Linked DNA regions of Mus musculus: all the other regions are linked to region 1. Evidence: chromatin contacts called from public Hi-C, HiChIP or PLAC-seq and promoter capture Hi-C data. All regions are on one chromosome and are shown on one strand. Each heading gives the region's core, a stretch centred on a gene start, on an enhancer-like site or on the middle of the called end of the contact. The rest is flanking DNA. Distances are from core to core; before and after follow the strand shown. Region 1 holds the start of Arl4c (ADP-ribosylation factor-like 4C). Region 2 holds the start of Atg16l1 (autophagy related 16-like 1 (S. cerevisiae)). Region 3 overlaps Agap1 (ArfGAP with GTPase domain, ankyrin repeat and PH domain 1). Region 4 overlaps Agap1 (ArfGAP with GTPase domain, ankyrin repeat and PH domain 1). Region 5 overlaps Agap1 (ArfGAP with GTPase domain, ankyrin repeat and PH domain 1). Region 6 overlaps Agap1 (ArfGAP with GTPase domain, ankyrin repeat and PH domain 1). Region 7 holds the start of Agap1 (ArfGAP with GTPase domain, ankyrin repeat and PH domain 1).

Region 1 (3,927 bases), core at 897-3,396:
AAATTCCACCCAGAGGGTCCAGTTTTTATGCCGATTATGCAGTACCGAGTGCACACACACACACACACATACACACGCACGCGCGCGTACACACACAGCATTAATGTCGAGACCCTCACCCTTTAAGCACCTGTACTGCCACCACCTCCAATGGTTTTTCTGTTCTTTGTTTTATTGGTCTCTTTACGAGAGAATGACCTGCACACGGACAGGGCCTAGGCCATCTGGAAGAGGTCTCATCCCAGGCTGAAAAGCAGTTCTCAACAAAACCACACACACCCACCCCTGGAAAGTGGCGTCTTCCAGGCCATTCCCAGCCAAGTCCAGAAACACAGCATCCTGGGCCTTCCAGCTGCCGCATGGTCCGAGGCAGTCCTCTGGATGGCCTCAAACCACCACCTCCTTTGGGCCCAGAGTAGGACAAATGAAATCGCAACAGGGACCTGCCCTGTGCCATAAAATTACTCAGTTTCCATAGCTCCAGAATGAAAGGAGCGGTCATCCCCACCCTCCCATCAGTACACTCCAGCGCCTACCCGTCCCCTTTCGGGTATCCCCCCCCAGGGTTCTGTGTGAACTGCATACCTCAGGTAACTCACACGTGATTCCCCCCCGCAGTGGGGGCTGGGCAGTCTGAACTTCTGGCCCTGCTGGAGCAAGAAGAAATCGCTTTTGTCTCTCTGACATCCAAGCTTCCCACCTGGGGCCAGAGGGCACACCACGGGACCCTTGCGTCCTCACGTCCACTCCCCACCGGTCCCCCCCACCCTATCCCACCGGTAGCTCAAGCATTATAGACAAAAGGTCCTCTGAGCTGGGGTGGGGGGGTGGGGCAGGTGACGAGATGGGTGGCTATGCAGCCTCCACACCCGGCTTAAGTCTCCAAGTCCTGTATTTGGATACAGAGATCGTGTTTTAAAAATTCGAATCATCGCTTTGGTTCGTTGTCTTTGTTCGCGGGTTCTCGCTCAACCCAGACGTCCATTCATTCACTCACTGGCTTGCTCGCTCAGCCTTGCTCCAGATCGCTGCTCTAGCGCATTACCGCTTCTTCTTCTGCTTGAGAGACTTCCTGCGTTTCAGGATCATCTCATAGAGCTTGTCCATGCCCTCGGTGAGGCCCTCGCCGATGATGGCGCACGCCGGCTGGACATGGTAGGTGGTGGCCGGGATGAGCTCGTGCAGCGCCAGTTGCTTCTCAATCTCGGCCACCGGCAGCGACTTAGGCAGATCCTGCTTGTTGGCGATAACCAGGAGCGGTGTGCCCTGGTTCTCCGCAAACTTGGTCACCTTGTGCAGCTCCGTCTTGGCCTCCTCCAGCCGGTCCACGTCCACCGAATCCACCACGTAGATGATGCCGTCCGTGCAGCGGCTGTAGGACTTCCACAGCGGCCGTAGCTTCTCCTGGCCGCCCACGTCCCAGAAGTGGCAGCTGATGCCCTTGGCAGTGCCGTTGCTCAGTTTGATCTTCTCGGTGTTGAAGCCGATAGTGGGCACAGTGTTCACGAATTCGTTGAACTTGAGCCGGTAGAGCACCGTAGTCTTGCCGGCCGAGTCCAAGCCCAGCATAACGATGTGCAGAGACTGGAAGGCCGAGATGTTGGAGGAGATGTTGCCCATGGCTCCTCGCTGCGGCGCCGGCCACTGCGACTGCGGCTGCGGCGGGAGGGCGCCGCCCCCCGAGCAGTCACAGGCCCTCTGCGGCCGGGCGCACCTGGGCCCCGCCCGTTGCTGGACCCGGTGGGGTCTCGGCGTCCCCGCGGCGCACGGCCAGGCGCGCTTAGGCTCGGAGGGGCCGGCTCCCTGGCCCGCCTGGTGCGTGCTCCGCGGGCATCTTTCTCCGGAGGCTTTGTCTCTCGCGCAGCCGCCACGGACAGACGCCGCGGTGTAGGATGTCTGCGCCTTGCGCGGTAGCCCGGCTCGACCTGCGGCTCTCCCGCACCGCGGCTCTGCAGCAGCCTCTGGTCTCGGCGCACCTCGGAGCTGCTCTAGCTCCGGCTCCCGGGAGCGCCGCAAAGGCGCAGGCGGGGCGCGGGCTTCCCCGGCGTCCGAGTTAGCGTAGCTGCCTTGCTGTCCCTGCAGTACTAGGCGCTGCTGCTACCGCCGCCGCCGCCACCAGCCTGCTGCGGCCGGAGGGCGCCGGCCCCGCCCCTCTAGTCCCGCCCACAGGCCACGCCCCTCGCCCGCCACGCCCCGCGGTCTCCCGGGGTCAGGCGGGGTCTTCTCGGTCGGTTGCGTCTTTTCGCGCGCTCCGATCGTTCGAAACTCGCCCAGGCGACCCTTCCCGCCGGCCGCGCGCCGACTGTGGGCCTGGACGCGGACTCTTCCTCCCCAATCCGGTGACGCGTCTTTTAAAAATAGCTCCGGGCTCCGGAACCCCCGCCCGGGGCCTAGCCCGCAGCTGGCCGGGCAAAGGCAGCGACTGCAGAGGGCTAGGGCGGTGAGACTGCGGCACCGACGCAGGAGGGCGGAGGAGAGGAGCTGACCTCCTTGAGCCTGCAGCCCTGCTGCTGCCCACTCCTAATCCATTTCCACCGCGTGGTTTCACGCTCTTTGGTGCCCTAGTGTCTTGGTCCCTATTCTTCCTTGATGCGTATGCTCCCTAAGTCTAGGGTGTGCCCAGGAGGCTCAGTTAAGACTACCTACCACCCACCTGCCTAGATAACTCCAGACATTTCTTTCTCAGACACCCATTTTGGAGCCTTGCTTTATGCTTCCCCACCCCTTCCCCACCCCCTCCACTCTGCTGACATCCCAGATTAGGTTAGTCTTAAAGCAACCTTTGTCATTCTACCTTGAGAACCTACCAGGGATGGGGTGAGGGTAGGGGATGGGGGAGGTCCAAATCACCTGACCAGGCTTCAGGAAAGCTAGGTCACTAGAAGACCCTAGCTAGCTTGGAGCTGGTGGTGTGATGAGTCACAAATACATATTTTCTGGGTTCCATTTCGTGACTCCATTCAGTGGTTTTATCCTACCTTGTAAAACGTAGCAAATGAATATTATTTCTGCATGTGGAGGGAAGTCGGGGGGGGGGTGATTATGAGTGACACAGGTTTGATGATGATGGGAACTAGAGATGACAGCCAAGGGGAAAATGGTTTACATTTGTGTAGGTCAGGCTTCTGGGTCAGAAAAGGTTGCAAATGTAATCCAGGGAAAGAAAATAAAAATGCTTATCATTTGTGATCTTAAAAATTATATATATACACACACACACAGAGAGAGAGAGAGAGAGAGAGAGAGGAACCTTCCTTTCTAATGCTGTTATAATACATGATTTCATTTGTACTAAAGCCTGTGAGAAAAATCACACCTGTTCAATTCCATCTTTTAATTCTCACAACTCCAAAAGCCAGTCTAGGCTTCCACCAGCTAGACTCAAGCCCAGGGACTGGTGATGGATGTTGGTGCTGGCAAGGTCCACTCAGATTACCTGTCCAGCTTGCTAGAGGAGGAAATTTAGGTCTGTGTGCTGGTACTTGCTAAGGGGACCTCAGTGCAGACAGCCTGCCTAAGATCAGTGATGCATTGGTTCTGGGATGCTTTCCAATGGGCACCCCCTCCCCCCCCCCCCCAAAAAAAAACAGGGGCACAAAAATTTGTCTCAAATTAATCTCAAATTGAGTTGGCAAAGTGATAAATACATTAATATAGTTCTGGATACATGGAAAATGTTTAGGATAAGGGTTTTCTCTTCTGGCATGGCTGGATCCTGGAGCTCACCACTAGACACTAGGCCAAATCTTCACCCGTCCTCAGTTTCCCTCTGTGCCCATCCTTTTAACTCCTGTGGCCTCACATCCTTTTGTTTGGGACCTAGAAGGAAAGGGCCTTCAACAAAAGTTCAACTTCAACAAAAGTTCAGAACACACATTTCTTTGGCCTGCCTCGTCTGCTTCAGATCCAATACTTGGATTGACATGG
Region 2 (3,927 bases), core at 1,042-3,541, 950 kb before region 1:
TTTTGCAGTGATGGCGGCGGTCTCTGTGGTCCTTGTAAGAGTCTTTTGATAAACTACAACAACAATAATAATGATAATAATAGGGATAATAATATATACAAAGAGCTCAAGAAGCTGGACTCCAGAAATTCAAATAACCCCATTAAAAATGGGGTACAGAGTTAAAGAATTCTCACCTGAGGAATACCGAATGGCTGAGAAGCACCTGAAAAAAAGTTCAACATCCTTAATCATCAGGGAAATGCAAATCAAAACATCCCTGAGATTCCACCTCACACCAGTCAGAATGGCTAAGATCAAAAATTCAGGTGACAGCAGATGCTGGGGAGGATGTGAAGAAAGAGGAACATTCCTCCATTGCTGGTGGGATTGCAAGCTTGTACAACCACTCTGGAAGTCAGTCTGGCGGTTCCTCAGAAAATTGGACATAATACTACCAGAAGATCCAGCAATACCTCTCCTGGGCATATACCCAGAAGATGTTCCAACTGGTAATAAGAACACATGCTCCACTATGTTCATAGCAGCCTTATTTATAATAGCCAGAAGCTGGAAAGAACCCAGATGTCCCTCAACAGAGGAATGTATACAGAAAATGTGATAATTTACACAATGGAGTACTACTCAGCTATTAAAAACAATGAATTTATGAAATTCTTGGATAAATGGATGTATCTGGAGGATATCATCCTGAGTGAAGTAACCCAATCACTATAGAACACACATGATATGCACTCACTGATAAGGGGATATTAGCCCAGAAACTTAGAATACCCAAGATACAATTTGCAAAACACAAGAAAATCAAGAAGAGGGAAGACCAACAGGTGGATACTTCATTCCTCCTTAAAATAGGGAACAAAATATCCATGAAAGGAGTTACAGAGACAAAGTTTGGAGCTAAAAGGATGGACTATCCAGAGACTACCCCACCTGGGGATCCATCCCATAATCAGCCACCAAACTCAGACACTATTGCACACACTAGCAAGATTTTGCTGAAGGGACCTTGGTATAACTGTCTTCCTGGCAAATACAGAAGTGGATGCTCACAGTCATCTATAAGATGGATCACAGGGCCCCCAGTGGAGAAGCTAGAGAGAGCATACAAGGAGCTGAAGGGGTTTGCAACCCTATAGGTGGAACAACAATATGAACTAACCAGTACCCCCAGAGTTTGTATCTCTAGCTGCATATGTAGCAGAAGATGGCCTAGTCGGCCATCACTGGGAAGAGAGGCCCCTTGGTATTGCAAACTTTATTTGCCCCAATTCAGGGGAATGCCAGGGCCAAGAAGTGGGAGTGGGTGGGTATGGGAGCAGGGCGGGGGGAGGGTATAGGGAACTTTCCGGATAGCATTTGAAATGTATATAAAGAAAAATTGTGAATCTCAAAAAAAAAAAAAAAGTGATAATAATACTACCCAAGGCTCCACGGCGAGTGTGTGTGTGTGAGTATGTGTGTGTATGAGTTTACAGTCTGCATTCCTCCAGCCTCAACCTGTGGGCTTTTCTGGAAAACCAGAAGTACCCTAAAAGGTTGAACCAATCTTCCTTGTTTTGAGAGAGAAATGGGTGGCCTTACTCCATGAATTATGCTACTCACCTCCTTTTCATTAAGAAAAAAAAATAAATCCCCAACAAAGATATCTTTTAAAAAAAAATCCACTCCTCTCTTTGGCGTGTTTACTTTGCTAAATTTCTCTTTAAACTGTGTCTCTCAATTGATTCATATCCTTTGAGAGCGTAGTAACCAAAAGACCAAAAAGATGGTTTGAGTCTAGGTGTTTGAGATCAGCCTTGAAGGCACACACAGGCATGAGCTAAAATTCAGTTTGCGTAGGTCTTGGAGGGACGCAGTTGTCTATGTGAAGACAGTTTTGCCATGCAGCAGAGAGAAATTACATTTCACGGCTTTTCACCTTCCGGTTAAATACCATTACTACCCCCATTTTACAGGTTAGGCACCTAATACTTAGGGAGGTTGTCACTCAACGACAATCATTCACTATACACAGGGGAGCTCCCACTTCTGAGCTGAAATTAAAAAAAAAAAAAAAAAAAAAAAAAAAAAGATGCACACACAATGTAAAAGGAGGAAGGAAACAGACACCCCCGGACAAAACCACCCCATTTCCTGTCTTCTTCCGCGAAGCCAGGGTGCCTCCCAGCGGCTGCCTCTCATCACCGACGCTTCCGGCTTCAAGGTTGCGTCATTTGAGAGCGTCCCGCGAAGTCTCGGCCGGGAGCTTGCGCGCGGCCTAGGACGTCGGGCTACGAGGCGGGCCTTCCGGCCTTCTCCAGAATAATTTCCGGCAGAGACCGGAAAATCTTCCCGGATCGCCTCCGGGTGCCCTGTGTGGGAAGGTGAGGTTCCGGCGGCCGGCTTCTGTTCGCTGGCGGCTGGCAGCACGCTGCAGCCTGCAGCCCCCCAGTGTCGGCACGGATCGGCCGCCCTGAGGCGCCGGGGCAGCGTTCGGCATGTCGTCGGGCCTGCGCGCCGCAGACTTTCCCCGCTGGAAGCGTCACATCGCGGAGGAACTGAGGCGCCGGGACCGACTGCAGAGGCAGGCGTTCGAGGAGATCATTCTGCAGTGTGAGCGGCACGCGCGGGCCCGGGGCGGGGAGTGGAACGCGCCGTGGCAGCGAGAACCCCGGCTCCGCCCGCGCGCATGGCGGCCTCGTCGGGGACCTGGCGTCCCGCACGTCTCGAGCCCTTTCGTTGCTTACCTTCCTTCTTTGGCTTAAACCTTAGGCGCGATCATGGAGGGTTCCCCTTTTCCAGGTTCTTTCCACAGACATCGTTTGCAGTTGTAAATCTCGATAACCCAGGCGGCGCCGATGCACTTAGGTAGTCAGGCTCCAAAAACGTCGTGTTTAAGGAATCGAGTTCAAGACAGAGATTGACTTTACGCATTAACTCGAGAGATGGACGTTCTCTTCGGAATGCTGTGGAACTAGTGGTTTTTGACTTCTCAGGCCTCTCCATATTGTTGGTACACATTTGAGTTTTAGGATTTGTCCACTGGGTCATTTGCTATTATTGAAAGCCTTAAGTGAGAAAAAAAGAGTGGTCTCTTCGCCGCTCTTTGCGAATTTTAAGGATCGAAAGTATCTTGTATTCTTAAGGCGGGTTCTCAACGATCATTTTCGTGCCTCGTGTTCCCAATTTAGCCAATCTGTTTCACATTTGAACGAATGCGTTGACACTCCTCGATCCTGAGGTTCCATCTGCTTCCTGAGATAGCCTGGGCATAGTCTTCCTAAGTTTTTGCGGGTAGTGGGATTTGAAATCGTAGTACTGCTATTTGCATTCTGATGGGGATAAATCAGTAGTTATTTACACGTTAGAATCATCTGGGGATGTACTTGACAATCAAAAACACTCCAGACTAATTAAGTCAGTATAAATGACAGAAGATAAAATAGTCCCATACTTTTTTTATGCTTCCTGAGTGGTTCGATTTGCACACACGTTTGAGCATTTTAAGTAATTGGCATGTATTGTTTCATGTTAAATTTTTATGAAGCACCAAGGCCAACGATGATGAAGTTGCAGTATGGGTTAATGTTGGGGCTGAGGTTAGACATTGGTTTTAAGACACTTGTGCATTTGCCTTTGTTGGCTCTCCTGAGGAATGGCTCTTTCTCAGCACTTAGCCCTTTAAAAGGAGAGCAGGAAAGGGACGCTGTCTCTGGTGTGTTGCTTCCTTGCACTCTGGGAGAGCAATGGCTATTAATGTAGCCCAGGAATCTGTTTACACGTTTTATGGGTTCCGTTCTTGTTTCTCTTTAAAAGATAATGTAGTTAAAATCTGACAGATTGGGTCAGAGATCTCACTAGGTCCTTACAGACATTTCTAGTTTGGTGCATCTTTAAAATGGGAGTGAAGATATGCCCTGCCTGCTTCATAAAAATAGAGTGTAT
Region 3 (3,927 bases), core at 793-3,292, 900 kb after region 1:
AGCTTCCTTTTCTTACTCTGGTGGCAGCTTCACGAGTTGTGGCTGAAGCTTGTGTCTGTGGTCCCTGGTGGAGCCCAACTGGGTGGGGGTGGGGGCATGATGTCATTGTGGTGATCCTGCAGACCAGGCTGTAATATGTGCCTCAGGGGGCATGGCTGTGCTGGGGCTTGTGTCCTCTAGCCAGATGATGCAGTAAGAGTCTGGCCTGATAAAGGGCATTAATGAACTATTATTAGTTCAAGGTACTGAGGCCCCAGGAAGGCACCCAGTGGAGCTGTGGAATTGAAAGCTTTCTTAGAAACTCGCCATTTGTAAGGAGGCTCCTCCAGGCTACAGGTGAGGACCCGGTGGGTTCCGGCTGCCCCAGTTCAAGTTCATCCATCAGTCAGCCACCTTCCTTATTTTCTGTCCAGCTGGGCCCTGCTCACTATAGGATCTTCGATCGTTTAAGATGCTGTGGAGATCTGACAGGCTTGTGATGACATCATGCTGATTTCTGCCCATGTGACCATGCTTGGGTGCCGTGGGTTGAACCGTGTGACATCATCATTGCTCAAGCTCTTCTGACCTGTACTTCTAGCTTGTCTCATAGACAGAGACCAGCCATCAGAGGGACAAAGCCTACCAGCGACCTGTTTTCTGCTCTGCCTTCCATCCTTGCTGGTGGCCTGCTCCCTGTAGTAGGCAATGGGGCTTTGCTCTGAATGAGCCTAAGGCCTCTCAGGAAAAGGAAGGTTCAGGGAGGTTCAGGGTGCCTTTGGCCTCCATGCTCCTTAGTTTCTACCAGGAGTTGGATGTAGCCAGGAGGAACTGAGGTTAGTGGAAGTCCAGGCAGAGGCCTAGGGAGGCTGTTGTCTGCATCTGTGCGCAGTGGAGTTGATGGCACTGTTGTGTCCCTAAAGTGGATGGGCCCTGTGGAGATGTATGGTGTCCCTTGCTGAAACAGGTCTCCTGTGGGGCAAGAGCTGACCTTTGGGCTTCTCAAAAGGAGCATGAAGGCAGCCCTGACCCCTGAAGCTCATCCTCTGGCCTTCCTGTGTGCTTCCTCTGCTAGCACAAGCTACAGTTGAGGTAGTTGAGGTGTCCTCATGAATCTTGGAGCCCATGTGGGTAGCACAGTCCCTGCACCTTTATTCTGTCCACTTGGCTATCATTCATAACCCACTGTCATGATTAACGAGACTAGTGAAGGAACTGATGTCACATTTTACATGTCTAACCTGGAGTCCTTGTAGCCTGTCACCACAGGAGGGAGGTCAGGACCCAGCACCCACTTTTTCCTTTGTTGAGCTGACTAAAGACTGTTAAGTTCTGGGACCATAGCTTGGTGTTAGAGCAGTTGTCTAGTGTGTGGAGGCCCTGTGTTGGTTGCACTGCACTGCAGAAGGGGGGGGGGGTGGTAATCGAAGCCGTGCTTGGTTTGTGATGAGGAATGACAAGCCACAGTGGAGGTCACTTGTGGCATCAAACAGGAGCCAGGCAGCCTGACCCACACCTAGCAGAAGGCTCAGTGGGCTACCCACGCCCACCAGTGTAATCTCTGCCCTACTGTTAAATTGCAGTGCAGTAGTACTTTATCTAAACCAGTGCCTGTGAATGTGTTTCCTTCTTGTATTCCATGGAGTGAGGTGTTAAGTGGGCACCGCAGTTTCCTCTGGGTCTTTGTTTTTGGTGAGGGTGTTGAGTCGGGGTGGTCAGGTTGACTTTGAGCTCACTGTGTAGCCTAGGAGGACCTTGAACTTCTGATCCTTATGGTCCCACCTCTCAAGTGCGGAGATTGCAGGCGTGCATCATATCATACCAGCTTCATTCAGCGCAGGACATCCATCTTGGGCCTACTATGTGCGTAATAAGAAAGCCCACAAACAGCTGTGCCTTCAGGCTCTGTCCACTGGGAAGGTCCTTGGGCAGTGTATGCAGACATGCCCTGAGTCGTTCTTTGAAGCAGCCAGGCAGCTGCTCTGTCGTCACCTGAGAGAGACAGGAGCTGTGGTTTGCCTCGGCCCCCTCTCCCCGCTGGGTGAGGAGGTTTCTGTGTGGGTGCTGTGTAGCTTGTGTTTCCATTGCTGTCTGTGGCACAAGGCTCAGTCGCTGAGAAACCACACAGAGGAAGGTGACAGAGATTGTGGTGCAGACGTCTTTGACTAAAGCATGTGTCACTTTTCATTTGGCCCTGAGCCATGCCAGCCTTGCCTTCCTTCAGACTGGGCCCTGTTTTTTAAAGAAAGGTTTCATGATGAAACTGTGTCGATTCTTTAGTCTTTCTTTTCTTTTCTTTTCTTTTCTTTTCTTTTCTTTTCTTTTCTTTTCTTTTCTTTTCTTTCCCGTCTCCCTCCCCCTCCCTTCCCCCTCCTTCTATTAAGTCAACTATTTTATTAACCTAGTTGCCACAAAAATGAACATTCTGCAAAGATGTCACACAAGGCTACAGTATGGATGTGTCTTGTCTTCTGTAGCTTCTGCAGGTCACCCGGTGCTCCTGATTTAGCTTCTCTGAGCAGAGACCTTCCTCTGGGTGACTCGGCTCCTTAGACATGGGGGTTTCTAGGTCAGTGCAGGGCCAGGGATGTCTGTCCTGTGTTGGTTGCAGCCTCTTTGGTGTCAGGGGACTGTCTTCCTGGCCTGCTTGGCACCCCTCACCCTTTCCAGCCACCGACAGAGGAGAAGCAGGCCATGGCTTCCAGCCCTGACACCTGCTGGGTCTGAGTACCAAGCATCCTCCTGAGCACGATGACTGACTTGACCTTGAATGTGTTGTGGGGGACTTTGCTTTTTGGACAGCTTAAGAGGTAACAGGAGTCAGCATTTGAGGAAGATTAACGAGTGAGCTATATTGGAAAGAGACATGAAACCTGTGACTGGCTTGCAGTAGGTACTGACTACCTCAGGCTATCGTTTCTGATAGGCGGTGGCACACGGGAAACGTGAAAATCCTGTGAGCCAAAGCGGGATATTGGGTGTGAGGTGGAGAGGTGTAAGGCAGCCTGCTTGAGTCCCTCAGTACTGAGGGGCCCTCTCTTCCTGACCTGTCCCGAGTCACCCTCGCTGAATAGCTGTCTGGTTTCTTTCTGAGGATCCAAATATTCTGCACCCTGCAATCTTGCTGCTGGCTCTAGCCATTGTCTATATCCTTTGTGTGTGTGTGTGAGAGAGAGAGATTTCAGGAAAGTAACTGTTTCAGTAGAATAAAAAAAACAGATGAAAATCTAGCTTGACACCAAGTCAGGCCCAGGCAAATCAGGCTCCTGCCTCTGTTTTTCTACATTGTGCTGAGAACCAGGACAGCCTTCAGGTCTGCTGTGGACACTAGGAAGGCCTGGAGCTGGAGTGAGGGAGTAAGGGCCAGGGTGAGAGCCTTTGGCATTGCTGAGTGCAGTATGTGTTATACACCACAGCCTTGAGGCCAGACAATGTGTGAACTTGGGCAAGTATTGGCCTCCAGGGTAGTTGTAACATGGGCGGCTGGTATGACCCTGCTTAGGTGGTCCCTCTACCAAAAATGATATCTAGGGAATGTTTTGACTTCTGTGAGTTCTGTGGCATGTCTCCTCACGTTTCCCATCCTCTATTACAGATGCTTTCGTGAACAGCCAGGAATGGACACTCAGCCGATCGGTACCGGAGCTCAAAGTGGTGAGTGGCATCTCTGGCCTTGGGAGGTGGGGGGCTAGAATAAGCAGGATGGGAGTGTGCAAGCTTGCCCATATGGAGTTCTGTTTCCTGAGGCCTGTAGGTAGGACATGTTCCATCTGGGAGTGTGTACTGGGAAAAGGCCATCACTGGCTAGAAGGAGCTAGAGCCTTGAGCGTGCCCAGCTGAGCCATAGCAGCCATTATGTACAGGACCAACGCTTCCCTGCCCGACTCCATGCTGCTCTGTGTCTCACACATAGACTACTCTACTAATGCCACCGGGGATCGACCTGTC
Region 4 (3,927 bases), core at 481-2,980, 870 kb after region 1:
GCAACTGTATTGGGGTTAGCCACCCTCCCGTGAGCAACTTGTGATCCACGATGAGAAAGCCTGACGAACTCATTAGTCCTCCAGGCTGGATTGTGATAGGGCCATTACTTTGGCTTGTCTTCGATGCGCTGAAGAAAGGGGTAGATGTTTCCAGCCCTCTAGGGAAAGAGTTTCTGTGACACTAGGACATACTTCACAGCCAGTGAGGGGTGTGTCCCATTTGTTGATGCCTCTTATTTCTTTTCCTTGGCTGCATGCACACAGCTGATGTGTGGGAAGGCTGGAGGGAGGGAAGATGGGGTGGGAATCCTTCCGCATGCTGTGGTTGTAGCCATGTAGAGTCCTTGGGGAGTCACTCTTAAGTAGGAGCTGCTGTGCTAAGTGTTGCTTGAATTCATTTCTGTAAAGTGATGGCTCATAGATCTGACTTAATGTCTTAAGTCTTCTTCACATAGAACATTTCCATGTGTGGTAGTGAAGCTATTCACAGTGGATGCTCTGTAGAGCATGCTAGAAAACCACAGCTTCTCGCTGGTCCATGTAGGTGGAGATACGGTTTTAGCTGGGGTTGGGACTGTCCTCAGTTGTTCCAGGCTGTGTTGAAAAGCTGTGACTGGGTTTGGGTCCCTCTCTGGCCCTTCTGCAGAAGGCTCTGTTAGCTTCTGTTAGGATGGCGTCTCTGTGGGCAGTGACAGTGTAGGATCCCGAGGCTTTGGAGAAGCTGGTCAGTGCTTGTCTTAGGGTTTTACTGCTGTGCACAGACACCATGACCAAGGCAACTCTTATAACGACAACATTTAATTGGGGCTGGCTTACAGGTCAGAGGTTCAATCCATTAGCATCAAGGCAGGAGCATGGCAGCATCCAGGTAGGCATGGTGCAGGAGGAGCTGAGAGGTCTACATCTTCATCTGAAGGCTGCTAGCAGAATACTGGCTTCCAGGCCTCACCCACAGTGATATACCTACCCCAGCAGGGCCACACCTTCTAATGGTGCCACTCCCTGGGCTGAGCATATATAAACCATCCCAGTGCTGGTCTTTTCCTGACCCCTGTACACCTAACTTGGGGCATCTGTAGATGAAATGAGTGTATTGTTGCCTAGCTGTAAACATCTACAAAATTGCCCCCAGCATTTTATTCATGGCCACAAGACTTGTTCATTCAGTATTTGGTAGATGACCTGTCTATCGTCACAGGATGATGGGTGATCTGATGACCTGCATCTCACTATTGCTGCTCTGTTTTATGGCTGATTCCTGGAAAGAAGGCAGTCTCTCTCACAGAAAGCCCAGCTAGAGCCTCTGGTCACTGTTGACCCATGCAGAGGTGGGAAGCCCAGCTAGAGATGGTGGCTACTGTTCACCCACATAGAGGTGGGAAAGTGTGGCTGGGAGGCACCTCTAGTTTCTGCTCAGTGTAGAGTCTGCACCTTTGGAGCAGATGTGCCCCACCCATGGCAGTCTTGGCCTCGGGTCATTTGCCAACACGTAGAGACATTTTTGCTGATATAGTCAGGAAGGGTATTACTGGGATCAAGTGGGAGGAGGAGAGGCCTGCTGCCTGTAAGGAGGCTCTGTAACAACAGACTGTCCTGCAGAATGTCACAGCAATGAGGGGGCCTGGCCTGGAACCTCTTTCTCTCAGTGTCACCCTGCCATGTACTGTGGGCACTGTTCACTTCCCGCTCTCAGCCCTTGGCACTTGCTTCCTTTTAGCAAACAGCTTCCTACTTCTTTGACCTTCTGCTCTGCAGGTTCCTCCTCTCCTTCCTGCAAGCCTTACTGGTACTCAGGCCAGCTCCATGTACAGACACCACTAGCAGCAGGTGAACAGTTGGCCTCTTGTTGGAAGTCAGTCAGCACCTAGCAGGACTGACAGGTCTCCCTTGCTTGGTGGCTCAGCCTTCTGCAGCTGGAGGATACATGTCCTGGCCACTGCATCATGTAGGGTGTGTATCACCTCCTGTGGAGCTTACCTGACATCAAGGACTCCCTGGGACTGAGCTAGACTATACTCTATACTACCAGGGCACTAAGACTTCTTGTGCTTTCCCCTCACATTGGGGGACCGTTACCCGTTGGTCCTGTCAGTGCTGCTTTCTAGCAGGAGGTAGAGGGCAGCGCTTTGTCCTGGAGTCAAGCCAAATTTGGTTTTGGTAAGTTTCCCTGACCAGACTTCCTTCCTTGTTAGTGTCTAAAATGTGGTAACATTGTCACTGAGGTGACAGCCAGGAACCTCCAGTCACAATGGAAATGCTTACAGAAGCACACTGCCAGCAGGTGTCTGGCCACACACAGTCTCTGGCCTGTTGACAGCCTTGACTTTTGTGGCTGCTCCATGAGGAATGGCACAGGCAGCGTGACGGTCGGTGCTCAGAGGACCTGTGGTCCTGCCTCCTGCTTAGTCAGCATGTCCCTGCCCTGAAGAGGAGTATACACTCCCTTCTTGACTAAGCCATCAGGTTCAGCAGTGCTTTATTCACATTTCTCCCTGTATCTTTGGGGGAGCTGGATATGGGGACTGAACCCAGGGCCTTGCACCTGCTAGACAGCAGACATTCCATTAATGAGCCAAAACCCTATGGCTGTATTTTTGTTTTGAGACAGGGTCTTGCTCAGTTACCTAGAGGAACTTGAACTACTTCTGTGGCCCACAAATGCCTCAAGTTAGCAGTCCCTCCTATCTTAACCTCTCGAGTCTCTGGGATAACAGGCCTGACAAGATTCTATTTGCAACCTTCAGCTTATAAAATACGAAAGCTGGGGTCCCCACATACTGCATCATCCAAGGCTGGGACAGTACACAGAACACAAATCTCAAATCAGAAGTCCTCTGAAACAGCCGTCCTGATGGGATGGAGACTCATGCTGAGAAGATCTGAAGATGACATACAGCATCGCCCTGTCAGGCAGCCAGCTACCAGAAGCTAGCTCCCAAAGCCCAGCAAGAAGTTCTCTGTGGCTCTGGGCATCTGTGCCCAGGGAAGGACCATGCGTTGTGATGTCTGCTGCCAGCAGACAAGCATCTAAGAGACTGTGACCCTGATTACTAGCTATCAAATTGTGTTTTTTGGAAAGTTGGCCTGTGAATCAGGCGATTCCTCTGCTGACTTGCAAAGAGGTTCCTCTAAATAAAGCTTATAGGCTCTAACCAGTACTTGCAAAATCTATTGTTCATGAAAGAGGCATAACTGATGACCTGCTAGAAATGGCACTGGACGTAGGCCTAAGGCTTCTGTAAGCTTAGGGCTGAGGTGGGTGGCCAGCTGCCAAGGTGAGGAATTAGGGGATCAGCAGGGCTATTTGGACCCACTAGACTTTTCTTATTCAGACAATTGAATCCCTGCAGTGCCCAAGCCATGCCCGTGTGCTATTGAAGGATAGAGCAGAGAGATCAAGGACACACTCTGTGTGAGTGTGTTCTAAAATGGTGATATGCTATATGGTATGTATGGGAAATCCAAGATGTGGTCTGGTAGTATCCATTTAGGGACACCCAACAAAATAGTCCAGGAGCACTCAGCAAGCCTTGTGAAGCATTTCCTTTGAGCAGAGGCAGGTCTGGCTTTGTGCTGGGGATTTAGGTTTTGGAGTGACAGGCTCAGGATCCTGTGTCTTCTGAGACTGGGAGAGCCCAAGTCTCCAGGGCTGCGGGGAGAGGCCACACGCTATGACAGGGACATGTAGGCCTTCAGGGGGTGTTTAGGACTGGCTGTGGGGCTCCTGCTTCCTCCTGCTTAGAGTGCAGAGAGAGAGAGAGAGCAGCAGCTTGGCAGGCTGGGTGCTCTGAGTCTCCCTGGGAGACTGTGTGTCATCTGAGGTGGATGGAATGGATTCTTCTACTCTGCAGCTTGCATCCTTGTAGGGTAATGCACAAAACCTGGGATGGATTCCATACCAAGAAAGAATAACGGCAGCGGTTATCA
Region 5 (3,927 bases), core at 429-2,928, 850 kb after region 1:
GGTGTATTCTGTGTTTGTTTCAAAGCAGTCTACGCTGCACTGTCTCACAGCCGTGGTAGGTCACACCATCCTGGGGGACTGGACACTGCTAACTGCGAAGGGGAAGAAAATGGAAGTGTGGCCATGTTCCCAGGTGTACTCCAGCTTACCTGGTGACACTCGTGTGTGTGTGTGTGTGTGTGTGTGTGTGTGTGTGTGTGTATACATGTGCACACAGCTTCAGTCTACTGTGCACTTTCCCATTGGAAATGATTTGATTTTAGGACTCATTTACTGCTGATTCCGGAAATAGTTATACTTGATAATTTTCCTCAGTGATTGGAAAGTTGTTTTTGAATTTTGGCCAAGGGAAAATGGAGGTCGGATCAGAATGAGAGACACATGTCCTGGAATCTTCTTCCCTGGAGGGAGGGAGAGGATCGCCAGGAAGGGAAGTGGCGTGGGAGGTGGGAAGACGGCAGAGGCAATGGTGGAGCTAGTGGCCTTAGCTGATGGAATTCTAGCCATCCTTTACTGAGCGAAGAAGGTGCAGGTCCAGTAGGACACGGGAACAAAGAGCCCACAGTGTGGCAGTTGGTCGGTGAGTAGGGAGAGGACAGATCCAGTGTCCAGCATACGTGGGTCAACCACCATGTTGGGAACTACTGCCCTGTGTCTGCGGCTCTTCTCCTGAAGAGCAGGGAGATTCTGTTGGAGCAGAGAGTGCCAGCAGTGTCCTTAGATGAGCAGAGGGAGTGTAGGTGCAGTGGTGAGACAGAAAGAAGGGACTCGTCACTTCTAGGACACTTGCTTGGCAGGAAGGAAGCTGGGTGGAAGGGCTGGCTAAAGAGCAAGTGGGTGGAGTTGTGTTGTTCAGGGAGGAAAGAGTAAGCTGGGATCTTCAAAGGAAGGTGGACAGGACTGCTGGGTCTCAGACGACCTGTCTCTTACATTAGATACAACATGGCTGGCTTTGTGGAGAATGAGGAAGACAGTGGGCTGTAGGGATGGTCTTGACTGGGGAGGAGAGAAGGGCAGAGGAACATTGGCTGGCAGTGTCCAGTTTACATGGGGACCACATAGGGCTTTTACGAGTTAGAAATGACTGACCATCTGACATGGCTGACTTCATGAGTGACCCTTACTCAAGGGAATTTTATGCCTTGTTAAAGCAAGATAGCAACCGCATCACTCCATGTCACTGACCGTTTTACATTTCATTTTTCTAGCCTTATGGTCGTGGCATGAACTTGAGACTTCAAAATACAGTTATATGAAAAATATTTCTGCTAAACAAAACACGTGTCGAAGAGAAAGTTATTTTTTAGAAGCCCACAGACTTATCACATAGCCCTTGTATTTTTTATTTTCTGGTGGGATTCTTCCCCCACATTTCTCTGTATATCATTGAAAAGATGTTCAAGATAGGGTTCTATAGCCTTACTGCATAAACATTTCCCACAGTGCGTTCTGGGAAGTCCATGTGGTCTCTAAGTCATATTAGATACAGGACTAGGGGGTTGGTCTGGGGAGTATGGGGTGATTTCTGCTGCAGGTCTCATGGAAGGTGACGGTGCTCATTCGCTGCTGTCCTCAGCTGCTCTCGTCGCCTTCATCCTTCTCGGAATGCGACCATCTTTCCCTGTGGTGCCATGGCAACGCTCAGCCCCGCAGCCTCCTCCTAATTATTTGAGCGAGGTCTGTGTGTTGGCCCTGCTGTTTGGGGTCTGCATAATGTATGAACACGGAGTGACGGAGCCACAGCCTGATCAAAACAAAGAGCTGCCTCTGCGCGGTGGGCAGATTGCAGAAACATATTGCCAGCCACCCTCTGCTAACTGCGAATCCCGTCGTAAAATGCGTCTTTAGCCTGTCAAAAAAATATTTTGACAGGTCCCCAGTGACACTCCTTCGTATGCTAATCTGTCAGTGATGCCCAGGCAGTACGCGCAAGGGAAATCCACAGGACTTAGAGACTGGCAGCATCAGGGTTCACCACCCTTGCAAGTAAACACGTGGAAACTGTTTCCTTCTAAACGTAAATAGATGACAAAGTCTGTGGTGATGACCGTGTTGCCAGATCCCAGGGGAATCCAGGGTGTGCCTGGGGGCTCGGAAAGACTGCTATCACAGAGGTAAACAGAAGTTCACACTTGAAACACATAAAGGATGAGGCACTGGGCACGGATGAGTAGCTGGGCTGTACAGTTGTAGGGAGAAGCTAGGCAGAATGAGGGCCAGGGAAAGAGGCTGCTGACATGGCTGGGGAAGAGAGGACTGAGCCCTGATGTCTGCCCTGACCTATCTGTCCTCTGAAGATCAGAAGCCCTGATGTCTGCCCTGACCTATCTGTCCTCTGAAGGGACTGGCAAGGTCTCTTGTCATGAGAGTGCCCATGGAGCACTCTCTTCAGAGGACTGGCCTTCCCATGGTTCCTTTCTGTGATGCTACTTCCTGGGTTCGCCAGCAGCCCCAGGGCTGCCCATAAAGCCTCTGGGCCCTGCCTTTCTGGCCTTGACTTTATTTAGTGTGTGTCTGGAGAGGTCACTGGACCTTCTATGCTTGGAGTCTCTGGCTGGAAAGTGGGTTAGTAATTCTTGTTTGGCTAGGATAGCCCAAGGGAGAAAGTGGTACCCATGGACGAGTGGGCTTTGCATCCCTGAGCTAGTAAGTGTGACTTGCTTCATCTTCTTTCTGCTTTTAGACTGAAGAAGGATTAACTTGGTAACAGATACACCTGGAAAGCACGTTGCTTTAAAATTTGTTATGAGCCTTCAGATATGTTAAATGCATCCTTTCTTCCATGCTGTCATCTCAACAGTCACAGGGTCATGGAGCATGTCAGAAAGAAGACAGAAAAGAAGATACCCTTTAGGGGAGTTACTTGGTCAGTATTTTTCTAGGATGACCCCACCCTTCAGCAGCGCTGAGCAGTGGGGCCCTGGTTGCTGAGAAGTGTCCCTGTGTGGGGTGTGGTGTCTTACAGACTGGCATCAGGTAGATCTAGGAAGGACAGATGCTTGCTCTCCAGTCCTTTGAAAGCCCTGTTGCTGAGGAAGAACTGAGGACTGAGGAAAGCCTCACCACTCAGCTCTGTTTTGCTCTCTGCTTTAGGAAGGGCATTGAGTCTCTCCTACTTGGGTCTTTGCAGGACTTTGATAATGTGTGCTGTGTCAGGGTGGCGTCTGTCACCCCGAGGTGGTGAGGAGCAATAGTACTGAAAATGGCTGCACTTTCTCTCTGCGTTTAAGGTACACTGAGGCAGAGGCTTTACAGTCTTGGACATGATTGTGGTAGGAAAGTCAAAGGGATAGCAGAAGACACAGACACCAAAAGACGGCAGGAAGCATCCCCTGGGGCCTTGACATCTATCATGGCTGGCCCTCTCCTTGTCAGCGTGTAGAGACAGTAGGCTGGGTTCTCACTTTTCCAGGACCTGCCCCTCAGGCTTGACGGTAACTCAGCTGGACCCCGTCCTCACATCGCCGACCTGTTGGGCTTATTTTTGTTCTCTCTAAATACATATTTTGCACTACTAACATCTGTATCTCAGAGTGTGATTTCCAGAATGGAAATGTTGTCTCTACAGATGTGATTCATTAGAGGGAGGTCACCCCATTAAGGGTGAATAAGTGACACTGATTGGTGTCCTTATTGTAGAAAGGTCACGACATATGTGCAGGTGTCAGGTGAGAATGAAGACAGAAGTTGCGATGTTGTGCCTACCAGGTATGGAATGTCACAGCTTGCTCCAAAAATAACCAGAGCTAGGCCTAGGGCAGAAGGGCTGTGAGACCATGCCTTTCTGTTTGGTAAGCTTCTTAGATTGTGGTGTTTTGTTACAGCAGCCTAAGGCCACTGAAATTACACATTGCACCTTGGTTCTGCATGTATGTACATGATGGTTACCCCAGGCCACTTCCTTTCCCACTAAGGGTAAGCCACACT
Region 6 (3,927 bases), core at 680-3,179, 810 kb after region 1:
AGTCCACACAACCTTTGAAGCTCTATTTATGATCACAGCCCTAGCCTGTACCTCTGGACCCTCACAGAAGCCCATGTCCTAACAAGCAGGAGTGAGCCTGCGATGTTGCCTGTAAGCTGGATTTAAATGTCAGCCTCTGGCTTGCTCTGAGCAGGAAGACTGTCTGGGGGAGGTGACTGCTGTTACTCAGTATTTACCACAGACCTTGAATCTGTCTGATGTACAGCAGTAGGCCCGGAAGGCCTTAGGTACCACAACCTTGGGGACCCTCAGAGTCCAGTTGCTCAGAGCAAATACTTGCGACCCGCTGCCTGCTTTCTGCAGATGGTTATGCTTCTGTCCTGATGCCCGAGCATGCTGTGTGGCGCTGGCTGTGCCCAGACTTCAGGCTCTTGTAATACTGAGCCATTTAACTTGTAACAGAAGTGTGGCTAAGTGTGAACCTGGACTGTCACCTAGGAACAAGTGTGAACATGTCATTGGCCCTGTGGTATGTGTAAACCAAGGTGGGGAAGGAGACCCTCTGAATCCTGTGTTTCTTTCTCAGAAGCAAGAGGGCACTCACCTCATTAGCATTCTGCATCTCAGCATTTGGCCCAGCAGTCTCAGGGCTCACCCCTGCCCAGCGTAATTACACGGATGATGTCGGTGATGTGGCTGTGAAGACACTTCTCCCTGACCTGGGTGGAATGGCCTCCTGTGACTTAGACTTGAAGGCTTTACAAGGACCTGTGGCTACTGGATGATTAGCCTCTACAAGATTTTATTCTTGAGCATTTCAGACGCACCGAGAATGGAAAGAACTCACAGTGATTGCTTTCATATGCACTGTGTGGGCATTGTGGGCAGCACTGAGCTGACCCCGTTTCCCCCATATCCTCCCCCAGTTGGTGTAGTTTTGGATTTTAAACTCAACTGTTACATTCACAGTGTCTCCTCTCTTGTCTACCTTTTTATTAACTTGTAAAAAAAAATTGTATGTTTGAAAAAAAAAAAAAAAGCTTTGCTGTATGTCCCTGACTGGCCTGGAACTTGCAGCAATCCTCCTGCCTCTGCTTGTTTCCTCAGTGATGGGATCACAAGTATACAGTACCATGCTGGCTCTATCTGTTCTCTTACAGAGACATATTAGGTGTCTTTTGCTTATAGCAGAACATTGGAGATTTTCTGTAGGTGTTACCCAGCTCAGCGCCTTACCGTGTAGCAGATACTAGCTACCTCTGGCTACTTAAATTCAATTAACAATTCATTCTTATGGAGACATGGCTCAGGTAGCCAGGTGCTTGCCGACAGTACAGGAAACCCTGGGTGTGGTGGCTCACACCTGTTACCGCTTATCCTCGCTCAGGAGGTGGAGGCAGTGTCCTCTCTGCTACAGAGCTTGCTGGAGGCCGCGTGGGACCCTGTCTCATAAAGGAAACAAAACCAAAAAGGAGTTCCTGACTCCTGGGAGCCAGCCATGTGCTGCTGCGGAGACCTTACCACAGCTGTGGACTACTGCCATCATTAGGACAGTGTGCGACCACAGTTGATGTGTTAACAACCATGTACACTTGATATCTGATCCTGCAAACCTTGGCTTTCCGCTACTTTTGTTTTGGACTACAAGGTCTTGCTGTGTAGTCTACACTGACCTTCAGACTCTCGAGTGCTGGGATCACAAGTATGCACAGCCTGCCAGGCTTTCTTGCACACCATAAGACCTTTGTGAAACATGGGGCCTGTGAAGGCCTCTCTTCTAGAGATGGGTTGTTTACATGCCCAAGGGTACAGTCAGCACGCAGGGAAGGGAAAGTGACTTCCTATCTTGGACAGGTCTGAGTTCTGCCCAGACATGTGCTGTTGGCCTTAGTGGGACATAGCTGGTGACTGACTGGGTCAGAACAATGTGCTTTGATTGACGACGTCAATGAGGAAACATACTGAGCTCCTGGGGAGACTGCGTCCTGTCCTGTGTCAACTGGCTATACCAGCTGCCAGAACCCAGCTGTGCCTTGTGACTCAGGGTTTCTGTAAGCGTATTTTGGGAATGGCATTTGGCCTATGGACAGCCCTGGCCTGAAGGCTTCCCCTATGGAAACCATCAGTTGAACCTTCCTGTGTTCTGCTTGCTCTCCCCTAGGGATGTTCTCCATGTCATGGGACTGGTGTCCATCAATATCTGGGTTCTCCCACCTGTGCCACACCCTAAGTCTCCTGGCTTCCCAACCCTATGCTGGATTATCCTTCCTCTTCCGAGCTTGCCCATCACCTGCTCTGTGATTTGCTTGTCTGTGCTTGTTCCTGTCCCTTTGTCTACAGCAAGGCCTTCGTCCCAGCTCAGACTTCACCTGCCTGAGGAATAGCCACCTTCTGCATCTGGGCCTGGAATATGACTTGCCTTCTAGAGACCTCACAGTCCCACTGTTGACTTTGCCCGTAATGAGGACCTACTGTGTGCTCAGCATGTGCTGCTAGGGTGAGAGGGACCAAGCCTGGGAGCCGCCTGGTGCAGACTGTGGTTGTTTTAGGGTATGGATGAATGTATGTAAATAAACAAGCAGCTCCTGGTTGGTGGCCGCCACTGTCCCCATTCAGGCTTCTAAGTGCTCTTGCCTATGCCTCTGCAGATGCCTTGTTTTCAAAGGTAAGGTATCTTCATCAAGTCTTTCCCCAACATCCTCCTATTTGTTCTGCAGAGGAAAACCATTCTTGAAGTGATTTAGTCCATGTATGCAATGTTTTGTCAGACGATATAATTGCAGTTAGTCTTATTAAAACTCATCGAGCAGCTGGTATGATGCTTAGTTAAGCTCTGTAATTACTGTCAGAAGGAAACGTAAGTTTGGAAACAAGGCTGTTGGTCTCAAGGTCCAGGTCCACTGTTGCATGAGGATGTATGTAGATGAGGCAGCCAGTCACCCCCTGGGTGAGCTTGGCCGCTGTACAGTAGGAAGTCAGGAGTGATGGCTCAGTTCTGAGATGGTAGAGCTGGCCGCTTTACCCTGTGCAATGTATGTTCTAAAATTCGTTTACATGCAGTGCCCATCCCTGAGGCCAGCTAGCTGGGAGGTTGTCACCTTCTGCCCTAGGACTGGAGCCAGCTCCAGAGGTTTTGGTGATCTGTCCAGCTTTCCCCAATGCCTACACAATTTCTTCACTTAGAGGCCTGCTCTCTGTTGTCATGGGGCTTCCTGCAGGTCCCCTGGGGTCTCAATGTGGATATCCTGGGGTTTTAGCCCATGGAACTGGTGTTAGGTCAGAAGTCTCTAAAAGCTGCTATTGGTTCCTGGCAGGAGTCTGTGCTGGGAAGTTAGTTAGTGAATGTGTTTTGAAACCTGCCCCTTAAGCCTTCTTAAGCTTGACTGGTGAGCATCCGTGTGGATGCTCATTCCAGAAACTGCCATGAAGGGAGCGGAGAGTCGGCTCCGTGGTTAAGAGCACTTGTGGCTTTTGTAGATCACCTGGATTCAATCCCTAGCACCCATATAGTAGTTCAGAACTATTTCTAACTCCAATTCCAGGAGATACTACACTCTCTTCTGACCTCTGTGGGCACCAGGCACACACGTGGTATACATCCATGTATCTATGCAAAATATTCATATGAGTGAAATAAAATAATCTAAAATAATAAAATTGAAAAGCAAAAAGTAAGAACCAGCCATTAAGTCCACTCTACTTCTGTCACCAGACAGGAAGCGGGAGGGGGGCAGCAGAGACATCCCTTGGGGGGCATCCCTTGGTGGGATGGTGCAGGTGGACTGAGGTAATTGTGTGTTGAGATGCTATTGTTGTTTTACTAAACACATAACCTGTCTGCTGAGATGAGGCTCATGTGTATTATCTGCAGCTGTGAGCACACGTGTTTACGTCTGGGTTGCTTCATCAGTAGCGATTGATCCAACTACTCAGTACTTTGTACTCCTGTGACTAGACAACTGGACA
Region 7 (3,927 bases), core at 904-3,403, 750 kb after region 1:
ACCCTGTGTGACTTGGAAGTCAGTTCATGGGCATATAAAACCACCACTACTCTGTCCACTGTTGTTGCTATGAATAATGGAGTCTTGTGTCTTCTAATCAGTCCCTTGGGATTGTGGTAGACCAATTGACAAGCTTAGTAGGATAATGCACACTGGAGATGCAGCTCAGATGAGGAAAGAAGATCAGAATTCAAGGTCAACCTTGGCTAAACAGCAAGTTTGAGAGTAGCCAGAGATATGTAAATCTCAAAATAAAAACAAACACAAGCTGTGGAAATGGAGACTCTACCCAGCTTGTGGTATGCATGCAAGCCAGGAGGGCTGGGGGAGCCAGGGAGGATGGGTGGCGTTGGAGGGAGAGCTGTGACCAGAGGAGAGCCATGGCCTAGAGGCTCACTAGAACTACTTTCTTGAGACTGGTCAATGAGGAAACAGGAAAAGGGAAGATGCCTAGGTTAGGTCTCATTCACTAATCCGAGACTACATAATGAAGCCTCAGCAGGATGACAGAAAGCGAGAAGATTCTGGCTCCGTCCAAAGGCAGAGCTGACATTCTGGGATCTAAGAGAACAAGGGAAGAAAAGACCACACACTGCATTTTCAAATTAGTGAACAAAGGTCTGTACTGCCTCGGACTGGGGTGGGAAGAGGTTCACAGGTATGGGGAAGATGTCTGATTTTTATTTTGTTATTATATTTTTAAAGCAGAGTCTCACCTTGGGTCCACAGCAATCCTCTGGTTTTAGTCTCTTAAGTGCTGAGACTACAGGATGTCCAACAGGAGAAAAGTCATGTTCAATCCAAAAGTTGGATGTGATGAGGAGGGGACAGGTGGATAGGTCTGGGACAGAAAATTTAGTGTCATCAACCTCTATATGATATTCAAAGGCATAAGAGAGGCAAATAAAACAGGTCTAAGGTTGACTCCCAGCATCATCCATATTTAAACCTTAGAGAAGTACAAAGGAACCCCCAAAGAGATTGAGAAGCCAGATGTGAAGCAGGGGAGTCCTGGAACTATTTCACAAAGAGTTGGGGTTTCAAGGTGGAGTAGGGACGAACAGTAGAATGAACCCACATGCCAGCATCTCTATTAGTGTTTCTGCTAAGGACGAAGATAGAGGCAAGGCACAGAACAAGCCAGGGCCTCTGCTGTGTTAGGGACAAGGAAGGCTGAACAGTACACTGGCTTGAGGAACACTGGAACTCGGAAGAGTTCCAAGAACCAAGAGCTAGGCTGCCTGGGGCCCTGGGCTGCCCATTAGCTTGCATTTGAACCAGGTAAAGCCCAGGGCATTTGAATCAGGAATGTGGGCTGTTTATAAAACACCCCTGCATGGTGAGACAGTGCATAGACCCAGGACCTTTACGGCCTCGGACTCGTCCTGGATCCTTGGAAATCTACAACAATCTAATTCATTTGGAGTCGTTGGCATGAGCTCTCAGCTGCAGTGCGGTCTAGCTTCATGGGCTCCTGGACTGGGCTAAAGTGGGGTTAGTGTCGGGCGCTCGGAGGGCTGCGGCGTGGAGGTTACAACTCAGTTGTGCAACATTTTCGTGGAAAAGCCTAGAAGCCCCCGTGGAATTCCGTCTCACCTACCACCCCAGCCTCAGGTTTAGTTTATTGATGAAGCGTTGGACTCCCGTGTATCCCATGGGAAGGGAAGTAACTATCCTGCTGGGTTTAGAAAGGAGGCAGAAAGTTGCCAGACGGGGGGAGGGGACCCCGCGCGTCGCAGAGGTTCCTTAAGCGCTCAACTGGCAAACAAACAAAAGCGCGGGCGGGCGGGCGGGCTCGTGCGCCACCTTCCCCGTACAGAGGCGCGGGGGCTGGCACGGGGCAGTAGGGATAACCGAGAGGGACCAGGGCTCTCAGCTCGCAGATCCGCGGGCTGTAGCGGCATCCGGACGTCCCGCGGGGCCCGCCCAGTGCGCTGCGACGCGATCGCACAGCGCACCCCACGCGCGCGGGCCGGCCGGCGTGATGGACTACAAGTCCCAGCAAGCCCAGAGGCAGCGCGGGGCGGGGTCTGGCGCAATTCCCCGGGATCCGGCGCGCTGGGAAGCGCCGCCGAGGACGCAGCGGCGGCCGGAGGGCGGCGAGCGCAGGCGGGGGCGGGGCCGACGTGGGCCAGAGCCCTGCGTGCCAGGGAGGGGGCTGGCCGGGCAGCGGCGGGCGGCGCTCGGAGCGGTCTCCGCGGCTGGCAAGGCGCCTACAGCTCGGTCCCGGCTTGGCGGACGGCGCAGGGCAGCTGAGGGCCCCGGCCCGCGCGGTAGCGCGGCACTCACAAGCGCGCGGACCCAGCCGCAGCCGTGCGCCCGGAGCAGAGCGGCCACTGCCCGGGGGCCTCGGCCCCGGCGCTCGCAGCGCCGTGCTGCCTGCGCTTTAATGGCTGCTCGGCCGGCCGGCGTGTAGGGGTGCGGGCGGCTGCGGCGCGGGAAGGCGCCCGAGCGAGCCTCCTCCGCGGCCGGCCGCGCTCCATGGCGCCGCGGTCTTCCCGGACGGCCCGCTGACCCGGGACGCTGGTCCCTGCTATGAACTGAGCCCCTCTACTGCTTCATCCTCAGCGTTCTTTTCTTTTTCTTTTTCTTTTTCTTTTCTTTTCTTTCTTTCTTTCTTTCTTTCTTTCTTTCTTTTTTTTTTTTTTTGCGCCTCCTCGGCTCCGTGCTCCCCGGGGGCTGCGGCGCCCCGGGTCTCGGTGGCCCGCGGGGCTCCGGGGCGCGGGGCGGCGACGACGGGGGGCGCGCGGCTTTGGGCGCCGCGCCTGCACCATGAACTACCAGCAGCAGCTGGCCAACTCGGCTGCCATCCGGGCCGAGATCCAGCGCTTCGAGTCGGTCCACCCCAACATCTACTCCATCTACGAGCTGCTGGAGCGCGTGGAGGAGCCGGTGCTGCAGAACCAGATTCGGGAGCACGTCATCGCCATCGAAGGTGAGGGCCAGGCCGCCCGGGGCTTCTGGAAAGCGCGGGGGAGCGGGCGCCCCTGGCGCGGCGGGGTGTGTGCGCGCGTGTGTGCTTGCGTGTGTACACACGCGGCTGCCCGGCGGAGAGAGCACTGCGGTGCCTCTTGTCCCGCAAGGCCGGCCAGTCAGCCAGGGAAGATGGGTTGTCAGCGTTCATTTGATAATGGACAATGGAGTCTCTCCTGTGAGAAAGTGGCACGGTGCTGCTACGTCCGGGGCGGCCCGCAAGCCCCGTCCGGGCCCAGCAGACGCCTGGGGGCAGCTGCTTGGGATGGCGCCACTGGATCCCTGACAGGTTATCAGGCCCGGCCTGAGTGTCTTTCGTGGACGTTGAAGATGTGTTTTGAGAAGCGCTGCTGCTGGGGATGCTGTTCCGGCCAGCTTATTCAGTTGCTTCATGGCTGGCTACCCCCCCCCCCCTCCAGTTCGCGGATACAGGGGAGGTGGCACATGTAGGAAGCCAATGGGACCCAGGCAGTATCATGCCCCAGTGCTGATCGGACTGGCGTTGTACAAACGCTGGCCGTTTTGTACTAAAATCCTGAGGCAAATTATAACCCTTCTTGGGAGGCAGGACACCTTGATACTGTCTTGCTGAAAGGGGCACTTTAATCCGTCGGCTACTTGGGAGCCACCCAAGGGGCGGAAAAGTGGATGATCTTGCTGCCTGTAAGCCTGTGTTTGCACAGAACACTGTTTTGAGCCCCCAGTGTCAGGCAAGGCAGTATCCCTGCAGGGGAGGATGGAGCCGGTGGCTTTGCCCTGGCTTGTGCTCTCTTTGGACTACCCATGGCTCCCGTTTCTCTCCTACTAGGTGCCTGACCTGTTTCCTTGGGTTGTTTCTTCGGGCCTGCCATCATTTACCTGGGGGAGCAGGTGGCATCTAAATGGGTAATGTGTCATAGATCAGCCAGTGGATTAGCAGTCTATCCTCTTGAGTTGCTGTTGGCCAGTGACAGT

What was found. Promoter capture Hi-C pulls out the DNA fragments that hold promoters and counts their contacts. Hi-C and Micro-C count contacts between places; a contact is called where the count stands out from the background. HiChIP or PLAC-seq counts read pairs in DNA pulled down with a chosen protein or histone mark.
Region 2: a contact with region 1 is called in a promoter capture Hi-C map of liver, with 12 times the contacts expected there. The contact joins the promoter of Atg16l1 here to the promoter of Arl4c in region 1. A contact is called at or near these places in 4 of 39 promoter capture datasets (embryonic stem cells, liver and pre-B cells) and 2 of 115 datasets of contacts at active chromatin or transcription factors (bone marrow-derived macrophages and memory CD8 T cells).
Region 3: a Hi-C map of the MNK3 cell line shows a contact between it and region 1, with 5 times the contacts expected there. The contact joins the enhancer-like site here to the promoter of Arl4c in region 1. A contact is called at or near these places in 6 of 39 promoter capture datasets (3T3-L1-derived adipocytes, frontonasal cranial neural crest, hippocampal neurons and 2 more), 1 of 484 Hi-C or Micro-C datasets (the MNK3 cell line) and 8 of 115 datasets of contacts at active chromatin or transcription factors (the NIH/3T3 cell line, bone marrow-derived dendritic cells, bone marrow-derived macrophages and 5 more).
Region 4: a contact with region 1 is called in an H3K27ac HiChIP or PLAC-seq map of bone marrow-derived dendritic cells, with 22 times the contacts expected there. The contact joins the enhancer-like site here to the promoter of Arl4c in region 1. A contact is called at or near these places in 8 of 39 promoter capture datasets (the 3T3-L1 cell line, 3T3-L1-derived adipocytes, the C10 cell line and 4 more), 2 of 484 Hi-C or Micro-C datasets (both in embryonic stem cells), 9 of 115 datasets of contacts at active chromatin or transcription factors (T-cell acute lymphoblastic leukemia, astrocytes, bone marrow-derived dendritic cells and 6 more) and 2 of 9 other capture datasets (adipose tissue and liver).
Region 5: a contact with region 1 is called in an H3K4me3 HiChIP or PLAC-seq map of embryonic forebrain, with 4 times the contacts expected there. The contact joins the enhancer-like site here to the promoter of Arl4c in region 1. A contact is called at or near these places in 4 of 39 promoter capture datasets (the 3T3-L1 cell line, frontonasal cranial neural crest, hippocampal neurons and 1 more), 8 of 115 datasets of contacts at active chromatin or transcription factors (astrocytes, bone marrow-derived dendritic cells, bone marrow-derived macrophages and 5 more) and 1 of 9 other capture datasets (adipose tissue).
Region 6: a contact with region 1 is called in an HNF4G HiChIP or PLAC-seq map of pancreatic cancer cells. The contact joins the enhancer-like site here to the promoter of Arl4c in region 1. A contact is called at or near these places in 8 of 39 promoter capture datasets (the 3T3-L1 cell line, 3T3-L1-derived adipocytes, cranial neural crest and 4 more), 8 of 115 datasets of contacts at active chromatin or transcription factors (differentiating embryonic stem cells, embryonic forebrain, embryonic hindbrain and 5 more) and 1 of 9 other capture datasets (embryonic stem cells).
Region 7: a promoter capture Hi-C map of hippocampal neurons shows a contact between it and region 1, with 11 times the contacts expected there. The contact joins the promoter of Agap1 here to the promoter of Arl4c in region 1. A contact is called at or near these places in 8 of 39 promoter capture datasets (the 3T3-L1 cell line, 3T3-L1-derived adipocytes, cranial neural crest and 5 more), 1 of 15 datasets of contacts at CTCF or cohesin (the NIH/3T3 cell line), 2 of 484 Hi-C or Micro-C datasets (embryonic stem cells and stem cell-derived neurons), 8 of 115 datasets of contacts at active chromatin or transcription factors (the NIH/3T3 cell line, astrocytes, embryonic forebrain and 4 more) and 1 of 9 other capture datasets (adipose tissue).

What each region holds. Positions count from the first base shown.
Region 1 is chr1:88,700,045-88,703,971 of GRCm38.p6, forward strand. Arl4c (ADP-ribosylation factor-like 4C) reads right to left here and starts at 2,147. Exons shown (of 1, transcript NM_177305.4): 1 at 1-2,147. The coding sequence starts at 1,620. The coding sequence ends at 1,042.
Region 2 is chr1:87,753,720-87,757,646 of GRCm38.p6, forward strand. Atg16l1 (autophagy related 16-like 1 (S. cerevisiae)) reads left to right here and starts at 2,292. Exons shown (of 18, transcript NM_029846.4): 1 at 2,292-2,595. The coding sequence starts at 2,481. It overlaps Gm33517 (predicted gene, 33517), which reads right to left and starts at 2,027. Exons shown (of 4, transcript NR_157047.1): 1 at 1,606-2,027.
Region 3 is chr1:89,601,024-89,604,950 of GRCm38.p6, forward strand. It overlaps Agap1 (ArfGAP with GTPase domain, ankyrin repeat and PH domain 1), which reads left to right. Exons shown (of 18, transcript NM_178119.3): 2 at 3,575-3,633. Among named protein-coding and RNA genes, the nearest start is that of Gm41914, 22 kb to the left of the region's middle. Within about 2 kb of position 2,043, at least 64 of the 459 cell types and tissues checked have an H3K27ac peak or open chromatin away from gene starts, as enhancers often do. A contact at or near this core is called in the MNK3 cell line, where this site is marked.
Region 4 is chr1:89,573,436-89,577,362 of GRCm38.p6, forward strand. All of the region lies in intron 1 of Agap1 (ArfGAP with GTPase domain, ankyrin repeat and PH domain 1), which reads left to right. The region is part of intron 1 of Gm41914 (a long non-coding RNA gene); the gene reads right to left. Among named protein-coding and RNA genes, the nearest start is that of Gm41914, 5.5 kb to the right of the region's middle. Within about 2 kb of position 1,731, at least 47 of the 459 cell types and tissues checked have an H3K27ac peak or open chromatin away from gene starts, as enhancers often do. A contact at or near this core is called in adipose tissue, bone marrow-derived dendritic cells, bone marrow-derived macrophages and 1 more, where this site is marked.
Region 5 is chr1:89,548,548-89,552,474 of GRCm38.p6, forward strand. The region is part of intron 1 of Agap1 (ArfGAP with GTPase domain, ankyrin repeat and PH domain 1); the gene reads left to right. Among named protein-coding and RNA genes, the nearest start is that of Gm41914, 30 kb to the right of the region's middle. Within about 2 kb of position 1,679, at least 40 of the 459 cell types and tissues checked have an H3K27ac peak or open chromatin away from gene starts, as enhancers often do. A contact at or near this core is called in embryonic forebrain, neural tube and oligodendrocyte precursor cells, where this site is marked.
Region 6 is chr1:89,512,117-89,516,043 of GRCm38.p6, forward strand. All of the region lies in intron 1 of Agap1 (ArfGAP with GTPase domain, ankyrin repeat and PH domain 1), which reads left to right. Among named protein-coding and RNA genes, the nearest start is that of Agap1, 59 kb to the left of the region's middle. Within about 2 kb of position 1,930, at least 32 of the 459 cell types and tissues checked have an H3K27ac peak or open chromatin away from gene starts, as enhancers often do. A contact at or near this core is called in embryonic stem cells, liver and pancreatic cancer cells, where this site is marked.
Region 7 is chr1:89,452,658-89,456,584 of GRCm38.p6, forward strand. It overlaps Agap1 (ArfGAP with GTPase domain, ankyrin repeat and PH domain 1), which reads left to right and starts at 2,154. Exons shown (of 18, transcript NM_178119.3): 1 at 2,154-2,935. The coding sequence starts at 2,773.